Linked DNA regions of Mus musculus: region 1 is linked to region 2. The links are chromatin contacts, called in public Hi-C maps. All regions are on one chromosome and are shown on one strand. The core of a region is the stretch at or near the end of the contact, and the rest is flanking DNA. Distances in the headings are between cores, read along the strand shown.

What was found. A called contact is a pair of places that touch in the nucleus more often than the background predicts.
Region 1: a Hi-C map of uterus shows a contact between it and region 2, with 3 times the contacts expected there. The contact joins the enhancer-like site here to the promoter of Slco5a1 in region 2. A contact is called at or near these places in 2 of 484 Hi-C or Micro-C datasets (embryonic stem cells and uterus) and 4 of 115 datasets of contacts at active chromatin or transcription factors (bone marrow-derived macrophages, embryonic forebrain, embryonic stem cells and 1 more).

Annotation. Positions count from the first base shown.
Region 1 is chr1:13,422,760-13,429,866 of GRCm38.p6, forward strand. No RefSeq gene overlaps it. Among named protein-coding and RNA genes, the nearest start is that of Gm39595, 3.9 kb to the left of the region's middle. Within about 2 kb of position 3,827, at least 280 of the 459 cell types and tissues checked have an H3K27ac peak or open chromatin away from gene starts, as enhancers often do. A contact at or near this core is called in bone marrow-derived macrophages, embryonic forebrain and uterus, where this site is marked.
Region 2 is chr1:12,987,178-12,994,243 of GRCm38.p6, forward strand. Slco5a1 (solute carrier organic anion transporter family, member 5A1) reads right to left here and starts at 3,958. Exons shown (of 9, transcript NM_172841.2): 1 at 2,403-3,958. The coding sequence starts at 3,318.

The DNA of each region.
Region 1 (7,107 bases), core at 2,577-5,076, 440 kb after region 2:
GCAGGTCTCAGGTAGCTGAGGCTAGCTTCAAAATCAGTATATAGCAGAGCATGGCCCTCCACTTTTGACCCTTCTGCCTCCACCTCCCAACTGCTGGAATTAGAGACATGTACCACCACACCAAGTTTTATTTATTAGGGGTGTATATGAGAGAGAGGTGGGGGGAAAGCAAAGGGGACTAGTCTTGCTACATAGCCCAAGTTGGCCTGAATCTTGGCAGTCTCCTAACATCCTAAGTGCTGCAATGATAAGCATGTACTGCCATTCACAGATGTTCTTCGGAAATTTAAAATGAAGACTGTTTGTTTGCCCCATCTCGCCCCCCAACCCCCATAGTCTCACATTGTTCTGGCTGATCTACCAAGCGGCCCTGACTAGCCTTGGATTTATAGCAAGCCTCCTTCCGTAGTCTTACTGCTGAGGTTATAGACAATAGTCGCCACACTGGCTTTTATTTTCCTTCGGTTTTCCAAGACAGGGTTTCTATGTTTAGTCCTGTCTGTCTTGAAATTTGCTTTGTAGACTAGGCTAGCCTCAAAAATCTGTCTAGTTCTGCCTCCTGAGTGCGGGAATCAAAGATGTGGAACTACTGGTTTTGAAAAAAAAATGTTTTTGTTTATGTGTATGTGCTTGCATGTGTGACACGTGTCTGGGTGTCCTTTCAAGCCAGATAAAGGTGTCAGACCCCTTCAAGCCAGAGTTACAGACAATTATGGATACTAGGAACCAAACTGGGGTCCTCTGGAAGAACACCAAGTACTCCTAACTGCCGAACCACCTCTCCTGCTCCATCTGATGGTTTTGCCTCTGCCTCTGCCGACTGTCAAAGATTTATCTTCCTCTTGTAGTCTTTGTTTCGATCCTGTCGCTTCAGGCCCAGCTCAGGTCCCTGGGCATCTGTCTCACTTGTGCAACATACTGTTGCTACTTAGGGCTGTGACTCGTGCAGTGGCTACCAAAGTGTGACTCCTTTAGCAGCAGACTCACTAGGAAGGAGTCCCTGAGGACAGGGCCAGTGCGGACATCTGATAGTTATGCCTGGCACATGAGAGAAACCTAAACCATGCTTCACATTATTCATTGAGTGGGCTTCTCTAAGCAGGTTCAGGGACGGTTACATTCCACTCTGAGCTGCCTTCAACTGAGAGGAGGCGAAACTGCTACGCAGAACATCTTGCTTATAGTCAGAGACTCCATGCTGCCAAGTAGCTAATTCTATCCCCTTTTTACTGTGGGCCATTTTTAGTATGGTTTTCATAATATTTAGGTACCCAATGTATTTGCTGCTGACTCCCAAGTGTTGGACAATCGCCCTGATTTACTATATTATGATACAGTCTTTGCTTTGCTTTCTCTGGCACTGTGTCTACTGTACACTGCGTGTGTGCGCTGCACACTGTGTGCCACACATGCCTGGAGACCAGAACAAGATGCTGAGCCTGCTGAGGTTCTCTGCAAGAGCAGAGCAAACTATTTATTTATTTATTTATTTATTTATTTATTTATTTATTTATTTATTTAATGTATATGAGTACACTGTTGCTGTCTTCAGACACACCAGAAGAGGGCATCAGATCCCATTACAGATGGTTGTGAGCCACCATGTGGTTGCTGGGATTTGAACTCAGGACCTCTGGAAGAGCAGTCAGTGTTCTTAACCACTGAGCCATCTCTCCAGCCCCAGAGCAAGCTCTTAAACACCACACCGTCTTACAGATCCCAATATTTTATCTCCTGTCTAAGACAATGATCACACTAATTACATTGCTGCATCAGGCACTTCTCTGTTGCTGTGTTAGCTCACCATGACCAAGGCAACTTACAGAGAGAAGAGTTCATGTTGGCTTACTGTTCCAGAAAAGGAGTCCATAATTTCAGGGAGAGGGATGAGCTGGTTGCTAAAGCAGGAAGTTGAGAGACACACAGGAAGTCTAGGGTGCCAACCAGAAGCAAAGCTAGGCTATAAACTCTCCAAGGCCATCCTCCAGTGACATACTTCCTCCAGAAAGGCTTCACTTCCTGAATATTTCTTAGCTTCCTAAACAGTACCACCAACTTAGGACCAAATGTTATTCAAATATCTGAATCCTGTGAAGGACATTTCTCACTCAAACCACCACAGTGTACACACACACAACACACTCAAACTACCACAGTGTATACACACACAACACACTCAAACCACCACAGTGTACACACACACAACACACTCAAACCACCACAGTGCACACACACACAACACACTCAAACCACCACAGTGCACACACACACAACACACTCAAACCACCACAGTGTATACACACACAACATATGAAAATTATTCTGGGCATTTGTCTCAGGAAAATGAAAATTGATGCTTACATAAAACCTATATACAAATCTTTACAATAATTTTACTTCTGACGACCGAAATTTGGAAGACAACTCACAATTCCTTCAAAAGATGAGTGATTAAACAAATAATCCATCCATGCATCGAATATTATTCAACAATGAAAAGGAGTAAATTACACACACACACACACACACACACACACACATATATATATATACAACAACTTTGATGAATCTCAATGAATTGGTAGCAAATGAAAAGTCAGTCTTGAGATGTATGGTCCCACTCACTACAACATCCTTGAAATGACCGCATTCAGAGATGGAAACGTATTAGTGGTCTAAGATGGTGGCCAGGCTTTGAGAGAGTAAGTAGCAAGATTGGTCTTCACGTGGACTTGGGATGTATCTTGACTGATGATGCTGACATGAACACATACACGTTATGAGCTTGCACACATACAAGCATGTAAGACTTAATGGATGCATAGAAGCCTGCTAGATTTTTTTACCAATGCACATTTCCTGGTGATAAGATTTGTGCTATAACTACAGGATGTTGCTTTCAAGGAGCCTGGACAAAGGGCATACATACTCTTTCTATATTATGTCTTATAACTATTTGGGAATTCCCAGTGATCCCAAAGGAGGAGTCTGGCAAGTGCTCGCAAGCTGGAGCTGTTTTAGGACTTAGAAAGGAAAACTGTACATACAATGCTCATCTTTGGCAAGCTTTCTGGGACTGTGTGAATCATCAGTGTCATCTTAGAGTCTGGAGGTAACCCCGGCGTGTGGTTTTTATAATTGGAGATCACACCATGAAGATGTACCCACCTAGATCCTGTCCTTTCAATTTGGAGTTAGCAGCCTTATTAATTTTTTCCCTCATTGGTGTCCATGAGCTGCACTAATGACTTCAGTAAATGTTTCTACTACTTAAGAGATTTTCTGTGAGACATTGAATGCTGTATTATGGGTGCTCTCTATAAATACTGCTTAAAATTAGATGGCAAAGGCTCCCAATTCACATCCTGCCAACTGTCTTACCACACTTTTCCCCCCCTTGCCTGTTTGCCTGCCATGCTATCCTCTATAATGAGTGAGTTACAGTAATTGTAGCTGGAAAAATCATCATGCAAAGTGGGGGGGGGGGGGGGCGGGGCGGGGCGGGGCGGGGACGGCTCAAAACCTGCCTTATTTTTAAATGAGTAAAGCTTCTGTCGGTTTTTTTTTTTTTTTTTTTTTTGGCCGCGTTTCAGCCTCACAGCGAAGTGAAAGAGCCAAAAGAGGCAGTGGGGTAACTGGCACGTGGGGGGTGGGGTGGGGGTAGGGTCGTGGCAGCATCAATTAACCGGATTTCATTTTCCCTTAATAAAGAAATTCGGTTTTTCCACAGCTAACTGTATAATCAATTTGCTGCCCCGCTGCTTTGCTAACTGGCTGTTGGCGCCACTTCAATACTATTGAGCCTAGCCTGTGGCCAGAGCTCGAGGAGGAGCCAGCGGCAGGGAGGAGGAACTCTCTGCCGGACTCGGACAGACTCAGACTCGGCCGGCCGAGTTGACTCCTTCCTGCAATTTCTCTGCGCTTTGTTTGCTCCCATCTTTCTTTCCTTGTTATTTTGACGCATGATCTCATGTAGCCCAGGCTGGTCTCACTAGTAGTGGAGATTACACGCAGGGATCACAACATCTGCTTTATGCAGAGCTGGGGACTGAACCCAGGGTTTTATGCGTGCTACACAAGTACTCTACCGGTTGAGCTAAATCCTGGGGCCTGAACTCTTTAGTTCCCCCTCCCCCATTTCCCCCCTTCTCTCTCCTCTTCTTTCTATCTACGTATTTCTTTTGAAATTGCCTGCGTATGTTTGTGCGAGCGCGGGGGTGGGGTGAGGTGGAGTGGGGCGTACGACAGGGGGTGGGGAAGTTCGCGCCTGCCAAGACATGGGTGTGGAGGTCAGGCAGATTGCTTGCTGCAGTCTGCTCTCTCCACTGCGTGGATCCCCAATGATTGAACTCAGATCATCAAGCTTGCTGGTGGCAAATGTCCTTTCCCCCTTAGTCATCTCATTGGCTGTCTGTCTTTTCTCTGTAGGGAGCAAGAGCTGGCTGAGATGCCCACTGCTTGCCTTAACCCCTTGAGCTCACGTGATCTTGCTGCCTCAGCCTCCTGAACAGCGGAAATGACAGGCAAACACAGTGGCTCTTTCATTCCAGTCGTAGAGAATAACTAATTTTACTTATGATCATTAGTGTGTTCGCTGGTACTTTTATGTCACCTTAGTAACTCTGATGCATCTGTGCCCTGCTGTAGGCCAGAGGACTTGGTTCCCTCCTCTATTGTTTGAAGCAGGGTCTCTCTTGTTTCTAAGGTTCTGTTTACTCAGCTCGCTGACCTGTGAGCTTCTAGGTGATTCCTCTGTCTTCACTTCGTGCCTCCTTGTGGGTGTTTGAGGACTACAGATGTGCACCACCACCTCTGGATTTTTTATGTGGGTTCTGGGGAATCTAACTGAGGTCAACGGACTTTAGTGTGCAAGGCTTTACCCACTGAGCCATCTTCTTGATGCTCCACGCGTCCCCATCCCTCTGGTATAACAGCTGACTCTGGTATAACAGCTGACATGGTATTAGAGCTGCCTTAATCACGTTCTGATGTCTGGTTGACAAGTTTAAAGTCTTCCATTTACTGTGGCTTTGGAGCACTCTGGAAGGATTTTAGTTTTATGGTATTATCTAACTATGTAGGAATTTAGAGTGTTGAGGAAAAAAAAAAAAAAAAAAAAACCCGTGTTTCCAATACAGTTGTTTCTGTGAGTGAAGCAGCTGAGTCTGTAGCAAATGCTCTTTGCAATCAGCACTTTCAAGTTATCCTTCTGTCGGCTTGGAGAGAGTGCAGAAAAACCACATTCTCTCCTAACTGCTGATTGTGTTCTTGCAGCCTGTCCCAGGCCTGCAAATTATACCCTGTACGACGGATCGGATCGCTCACTAACTCACTTGTAGTTCCACATTTTTCTCTCTAGCTTGCTGGATTACAAGACACAAGTTAAACTACAAGATAAACAAATATTATCTTTAGTCACAGAATCACCAGACAAAAAGCCCCTCAGAGCAAGCTGGCTCCACCCTCCTTGTGGCTATTTCTGCTCCTTATTCTGAAGGCTGCACTTCAGTTTAAGGACCGTGGACTTGGAAGGCCTGAGGAAAGCTTGAGTCAAGATGGCCAGGACAACATCTGTCTCTGTGCTGGGACCCTAAAAGCTCCCCTGATAGCTTTGTCATCTTTAGTCCCTCGAGTAGCAGGCCTCTGAGGATCACACACCTTGAGAGGTCATGGTGTAGACATGCACACTGAGCCTTCTAGCCTCAGCTGTGGATCCTTCCTGTAGTTCTCGGAGTCATTTTTCTGACATTCATACCTCTAACTGTAAAGTTGGCGCTCCATGTCTCTGTGCCCTCATCCCTCAGTGATAACTATATCACAGTTTGGAATGAATCCCCTCCAAACCTATTACAGTTTCCCACTTCCCCCTACCTGACTTTTCTTAGAGGATCCCTAAGATGGATTCTAGCGAGCTGAGATATTTGTCTAGTTCTCTTGTATTTCCATCTGGTGTGGGGCTTCTTTTCTTATGAGTTATACTCAAAGGGGTAATAAGACCTGGAGAGGTAAGAACACATGTCCCATTGACTGTGACCTGTGTTTCTCTGGAATCCCCAGGGTCAGTGTTCACCCTAGGCCATGTCTGCAATGGAACACAGCATTCTTTTTTTCCCCATGAACATACCCCATCTGTTGAATAGCCCTTCACTTTCCAATGAGATCTCCCTAAATAGACTTAATTAACAATTCATTCAATTGCCTTGAAATCAGAAATTCAAGCACACTAGAGGACTCTATCTCTGATCATAGGAAAACAAACATACAAGACAATCATGACTAAATTTCTGATTGGACATCATTAAGAATTGATTAAGAGTGGTGTTGTCACTTGATAAACACATTCTAACAAAGACTGTGTAGCTCTACAAATTCTTGGTCTGTCGTTTGTCCTCAAGACACAGAGCAGAGTCATAGCTCAGGTCTCATCAAACCATCTACCAGATGTCTAGATTGAGGGGGAAAGCATCTTGGAGACACTTGTCCGATGACCTTCAGACAAGCCACAACAAGCCCAGACAATCATTTCAAAGAAAAAAGAAAAAAAAAAAACTTTTCCAAAAAAATCCTGTAGGGAGCTCCCAATGTAGGCAGCACAGAGATCATGTCAATGCCTATGACAGTGGCCACGCCTCCTGTGTCCCTGCAGAGAGCCATCCAAGAGATGCTCAGTCCTTCCGAATCCACCAAACACTGCACAAGCCTCTGTGAGCCTGAAGGCTTCGGGCTCTGCTCCCGAGGCAGAGTCAGTTACAGCTTTACTTTCTTGCCCTGTTTGAACAAGATGCCACTGAGGCCTGAGCCTTTGTTCTTAACCTAGAACCACAGACTTCTAATACAATTCCTTGGCAAGCAGAATCTCAAAGAATCACCCTCCCTCCCTCCCTCCCTCCCTCCCTCCCTCCCTCCCTCCCTCCCTTCCTTCCTTCCTTCCTTCCTTCCTTCTATCCATTCATCCTTCCTTCTCTTCTTCTCTTCCTTTCTTCCTTCCTTCCTCCCTTTCTTTCTTTCTTTCTTTCTTTCTTTCTTTCTTTCTTTCTTTCTTTCTTCCTTTCTTTCCCACATTTTTATTAGATATTTTCTTCGTTTACATTTCAAATACTATCCCAA
Region 2 (7,066 bases), core at 2,708-5,207:
TGTTTTCCCCTCATTACTCACTGGAAAGGAATCCCTACATTCTGACTGGGTAACATTGCTTGTAGTCTGGAAAACACTAGTCTCCTGATCGTAATTCGTTCAGAAAGAACCTATAAAGCCCATTTGAAAGGGTTTGATCAGGCGTGTTGGTATGTGCCTGTTACCTTAGCACCCAAGAAGTTGAGGCAAAAGTATTGAAAGTTCAAAGCCAGCCTAGACTACAAACTTAATGAATCCTAGCCAGCCTGGGTTCCACTGTGAGCCTCTTTCTAAGAAAAAAAATCTTGTATTGATTACTAAAATTAATTTAATGTAAGTCAGAATTATGGTGGAGTTTCCTTAAAAAATGTATCCTAAGGCAGTCATCAATTTATAATTATTTCAAAAAAGTCAAAAGGTCAACTTCACACACACACACACACAGGTTGAGGTATTTTCTCCATTATGAAAGCTACAATGGCAAATGGCCAAATGTAATTATATTAATAAATGACCTTTGAGGAATTCCTGAGTTTAACATTAGTAATTATAAAAGAATTCGGGTGGCAATTGAAATTTGAATTTGGAAAGGTGTTTGACAATATTAGGAACTAGTTCTTAACTTTCTTACCATGTGGATACATCTGTCAGTATGGAAAAGAATGCATTTATTTGTTTCCCTGTTTGTTTACCTACTTACTGGTAGTTCTAGAGAGCAATTCCAGAGCATCTTTCATGAGGCAAGTACTCTACAGCTCAGCTACATTCCAATCCCAGAATACCCTTATTTCTAGAAGAGGCACAATGAAGCTTAGTGGTACCTACACACTTAGCTTAGCTCTCCATGTCAAATATATACACACATATTGGGGAGATGCTAGTAAGCTCCCCACATCAAATATACACACACATACGGAGATTCTTTTAAGCATGACAAAGTGGAGTTTTTGTTGTTGTTTGAGACAGTATCTACCATGTAGCCCTGGTTGGCCTAGTACTCGCCATGTAGCCCAGGGTGACCTTAAAAACCATAGCAATGCTCTTACCTCACCCTTCCTAGTGCTGGAATTACAGGTATTGGCCACCATACACAGTTGATAAAATAAGGAATTATTAAGTCTAGTGAGTGGGTATATTGATACTTATTTTACCATTTGTGCGTATATTTACTAACAAAGTTAAGTTAGTAACTCCAAGGGCAGTGGGTAAACTAAAGACAAAGTACAGCCCTTCTAAGCTGACCATCTTCTTCACTCTCTTGGAAAATCTCATTCAGACATCAAGGAATCTACCAACACATAGCTAAGAAGTTACTAAACAGCCACATAGGTGAGCTCCTTGGTGAATTCTAAGCCAGGAACGAAAGAGAGAGAAAGAGAGAGACAGAGAGAGAGAGAGAGAGAGAGAGAGAGAGAGAGAGAGAGAGAGAGAAGACAACATCCAAGGTTGTCCTGTGGTGTACACACAGATGTATACACACACACACACACACACACACAGAGTGCCTTTAGGTGTTTTAAGTGTTAGGTGGACTCCAGCAAAACAGAACAGAGAGCAATTAACTGGTCTAACAACACTGATCCTTTCCAGGGGTTCAAAACCATCTTTTAGTGCACTTTAGAAGGAGCAATTACTAACTACAGAGAGATGCTGACAACCACCAAAGTTACATCTAGAAACTCGGTTAGCCCTGTGCATACCTGGCTGACCTCCCATGGATACCCGGAACTTATCCCAAACACCTCTGTCTGCTGTGCTCTTAAATGAAAGGCAAGGAATGAAACCCAAGAGCCTGTGTTCTTCAGAAGACAGTAATGAACTCTCACAAACTCCAGTAACTGAGGTCTTCTAAGCCCAATGAAAACAGCCTTGGATAAATCCATGGCCCATGCTGTTGCTTCCTCGTGGGCAGACATAACTTATTCATCTACTGTTTTTCAGGCTTTGTTGGTGCTGGGTGATCAGACATGTTCAGAATAGAGTTTGGAAGTGAAGTGACATAGCATATGTGGTCTGGCTACCCCATCATCTGCTTTTAGGGATGAGAAACAGATGTAACAATGCAAAGCAATGACTCAAAACTGCTGGTGAGCTCTCCTCCTTTCTGGTCATTTCTTGGAAAGAAAGCTTAGAAGATAAACTTGACAAATAGAGGTTCCCCAAAAGTGAACAACAAGAGGAACGGGCCCTGTGCTGTCCTATTTTTCAGCCTTTGTATTGGTGAGAAAAGACAACTGTGAAATTATTTCAAAGAGCTCTTTATCCCAAACTGAAAACATACTACACCAAAAGCAGGACTCAAAAGGAATGAACCATAATGCTTAATATACTTGAAAACACAAAAGGTTGTGTTCCTTTGTGACTGGGGAAGAAAAAGAATGTCACTGTGAGCCAACTACATGCCTGAGAATTCCAAGTCTTACCTAGGTACAAGGATGCATTGTCTTTCTTGACGTTGTCATCTAAATAGGTTGGTCCCAGGGTGTAAATCGGTGTAGAGCCCATTCCAATGAGAACCTGTGCACAAACGAATAAAGCCACGTAGATCCAGTGACTATTTCCTCCCGAGTCCTTGGGACAGGGAGGAGGCTCCAAGATGGCTGTGGAGTTGCCATTCTGACAAAGGCCATCGTTGGAGGCCGAAGCGTTCAACTCTTGGATTTGATAGGGGGGTGAGATAAAGTGAGGTAAAGCGAAGAGCGCAGCCCCGATGGCAATAAGAAGTCCACCCACTGCCAGCCATAGGGGCCTTCGCCCACGGCCACCAAAGTAGCTGACGAACACCACCACCACCAGGTTTCCTATATCAAAGCAGCTGACCAGCAGCCCTGACTCAGAACTCTTCAAGCTATAGCGCCTTTCGATGGTGGTGATGACACTGCTCAGGTACCCAGAGACCATTAACGCCTGGATGAAAGTCAGAAAACACATGCACACTAAGAAGCAGCGAGAATCCGTAAGGACCACGTAGAGACACCTTCTCTCCTGGAGTGTGGCCAAAGTGGAAGATACTGACACAGTTTTGCTGGGGTCCATCCTGTGGTTACAGTCCATGAGTTCCGTTGTAGTGCCTGCCGAAGTGGATGGAGCAGAAGGGCTGGGGACTATCAAGTTCCGTCCTAGATGCGTCTCCTGGCGACCTGGAGCTTCATTGCAACCCAAGGCCAGTTTGCCATCTGCATTCCCAGCACTGAAATTCTGCCGGCAGGAGGCGCTGTGCAGGACCGGTAAACTCTTAGACCTGAAGGACTCTGACTCGCACTTCTCTTGGACAGCTCCAACCGAAGACGGTGCCTCTAGCTGCTGTTGGGCCCGAGACTGCGCATCCCCTTCGTCCATGGCTCTTAAAATGTGATCGCTGATTCCATATAAGGCCTCCGGCACTTTTCATCCACCTGAACGAGGGGCTGATGCCCGGCCCACTCAGTCGTCTCCTCCTGAGACCCGGGCTGGGGATGGCAGAGCCTGGAAGCAAAACATCTCAGCAGCAGGGAGGTGCCCAGAGCATCCTGACCCGAGGCACAACAAGAAGCCACCTTGTACCGGGGGAGGTAAAGGTCCACGCGGTCCTTCGAGGAGTCCTGCTTGGTGTCCACTCTCAGGGATAGCTCGCGGTAGGCGCTTTGCGCGTCCGGTGCTCATCCCCTCCGCCGCCGCCTCTCAGACGGTGGCCAGAAGCTAGAGCGACCTGGGCCCAGTGTGGGGTCTCTTAGCGCAACTGTCCGAACAACATCCCACTTTGTGGCTCCAGGGGTGTTCGGTGCCCACCGCAAGGCTTGTGACACACAGGGTCGTGAAGCTGCCGACCTGTAAAGCAGAGAATTGATGGTCAGAGGGACGGATGCACTTGGGGCTGGCAACCCGGGGTCCGGTGACTAGTGCTAAGTAACCTCGTGGACCCCAGAGGGACCGAGGTGCTAGCCAGGAGCTGAACCGTGCAGGAGGGACCTGCAGAGACTGCAGCCTCAAGTCCCGGAACAATGAGCAGCAGGCGGTCCGCCAAGACTCTCGCTCATTGTCTGCGGCGGGCCTGCCCCCGCCCCGCCCCTTTTGCCTTAAACAGTGCGTTTGCTTTTATATGTTAATAATTATCAGCCTGGCAGCTCTGACTCAGAAGGCAGTGTCTTTTATTCGAGTGAACTAATAGCAACCTTCTGGTACTCCTACTCCATGACTCAAAATAGAAGATTCCCAGAAGAACAAAGGAAAGTTTTTTTTTTCCTTTTACAAGCACACAATACATTCCTGGTCTCAAATTTTAAAATACATTTTTAAGCGGTAGAAAGAAAACTACGTGTAGAAATATGTGTGCACACTTGTACACTGGCACGTGTGCGCGACGAGATGTGAATGCGTCCGCTCCATCAAACACCTACTTAAAGTCAAAGACAGCGCGTGGGGGGAGGGGATCAACATGCTTGCGTGGTTATTCTCTACACTAAAAATAGCCCCTTGCCGGAAAGAACTATATTCAATTACAAGTAACGAGGGCATTCGAGGCTGTGGCCCACGTTAAGTCCCAGAGCGCAAGGTTGAGCGAAACCGAAAATCAATTTGCTTTGCAAATGGTTGAGTGAAGCCACACCAAACAAAGAGACGCTGGCAAGCTGGCACAGCGTGCGCGGGGAGCCCACCGAAACGGCTCAACACAGGCACGCCGGCCCGGAGGTGTGCTATTTGCCAAGCACACCCTGAGAGCGTGAGGTGTGCGAAGGCCTGAAGTATAACACACACACACACACACACACACACACACACACACACACACACACGAGTTCACTTTGTGCGAGCCAGCGCTTGGTTTGAATTCAGCGAGCGCTAATACAGGTGCGCCTCCGCTGTAAACCCCATCCCTAATCTTGGGGAACCCTATACTCCTCCTGCCCCGGCGGCGAAGTGCACCAGATGGGAGGCATTGGGGTTCTGCTGCGTTGGGTTTCGTTCTGAGCTTTTGTGATGCTGCTGCGAAAAGAAAAAAGATGAGAGAGGCGGCTACAACATCTCCCAGTATTGTTCAGGACCGGACTGCCAGTGGCTTGCAAGCCGGCACTTGGGCTCCGCCCGCTCACCCCTGCGCCTTCCCGGGGAACTCCACCCGTGGCTGCACGCCGAGCTGGGGAATCCCGGCGTCGGAGCCCCTGGCTGAGGGAGCAGCCGCATCGCGACGCAGACTCGCATGGGATGGACACGCGGATCCCCGCCCCGAGCTCTCGGAACCAACGCGGAATCCTAGGGACATCCCCTCCGCGCGCGCGCACGCACACACACACACACACACACACACACACACACACACACACAGCCGGTGGGAGGACAGAACCGCCAGGCACAGCTCGCCGCTCTGCTAGGCGCACAAGCTTTCGCAACTCACTAGCGAGGGTGACGACCAATCTGCCGGGCTGGGAGAGGATCAGCCGCTGTAGGACGGCAGCGGTGGGGGAAGATGGGCCAGCCGCCTGCGGAGACCGTCTCGGTCCCGCCGCCGAGAAATCAGGGAGTGAGACTGCGAGTCGAGCTGGCTAACTCTTCCCCCAACCTCTGGCCTGTCACCCAAGCCTCTTCTCCCCAGGCAGACACACACGCACAGAGACGCGCCAGGACCGGAGCAGCAGAGGGCGCAGGCGCGCGGGCAGCCACCCAGCCCAGCCCTCAGGCAACCAGCCACCCCGCTGCCCTTCATCTGTACAGTGGGAAGACGAACCGCACTGAAGCCCCAAGGGTGCGGGTGTCTTTAAGTCACCAAGGTGGACAGAAAGACCATCTCATGTGAAATACTTCTATTGGCTTCTACCATGTTCACCACACACCATGTCTTTTCTACCATAGCAGATTCTGGGGACCAAAGTGGAACAAGATCCCTAATGTTAGGGAAACTTGTCTTGCCCTCTCCCATCCCCCGCCAAAATATCCACGTAAAAGGATTTTATACAGTTCATTCTATACAGTGTGCGACTGCAGAACTAGACACCCATTCACTTTCCTGTCCGGATCAGGAAGGGCACTTGCAAAGGCACAGAGGCATGGCACTACAAGTAAATCAGTTTTCTCAAGAGCGGCAGGGAACAGGACACAGGGGGTTCGTGACTTGTGTACTGTCAGTCCCAAGGGGCCATGGCATTCTGCCTTTCTTACCAGAAATAGCTTTGTCAATAGTGGTGGACTGTTGTGAGTACAGAGACAGACATATTGATATGTGACGAGGCAGGGAGACAGAAAACAGGTTGAGAAAGTAGAAGTGGCTAGCCTAGTTAGGCCGATGGGGTGGCGGGGGATGCTGTGGGAGGGGTCAGATCTCACACTTGAGTGGTGAACAGAGTCTAATCAAAACACGAGACGGGCAGTAGTGTCACACGCCTTTAATCCTAACACTTGGGAGGCAGAGGCAGGCAGATTTCTGAGTTCCAGACCAGCCTGGTCTACAGAGTGAGTTCCGGGACAGCCAGGGGCTACTCAGAGAAATCCTATCTTGAAAAAAACAAAACAAAAACAAAAAAAAACCCCAACAATCTTAAGGGCTGTCTATTGCTAGTCCATTATCAAACAGCAGTCTTCCTCTGTAGAGACAACATCTTGGTATTGTATGGATGCATCATCTTGTCAGTTAAAATACCTATGGCCTATAGGAAAGGGTAGAATAGAAAGGACATTCAGGAGGCAGAAAGGATTCATGAAAGAATGTAGGTGAAAGTAAATGGGTTATAGTACGTTAGGATCAGTCAGAGAAAAGCCTAGCTATACGACCATGGTATTTTTATACAGATATTTTGAGAGCATAGGGCTGGGAGCAAGAAACAGGAACACAGAGTGCATGCTCTCTCTCTCTCTCTCTCTCTCTCTCTCTCTCTCTCTCTCTCTCTGATTTATTTATTTTATGTATATGAGTACACTTTAGCTGTCTTCAGACACACCAGAAGAGGGCATCAGAAATCATTACAGATGGTTGTGAGCCAGTGTGTAGTTGCTGTGTATTGAACTCAGGACCTCTGGAAGAGCAGTCAACCCTTTTAACCTCTGAGCCAGTGTAGGGTCTCTTGATGCCGTTATCTTCTCCCCAATACCAGGAAGCAGTAGCAGCCAGATTTACCCA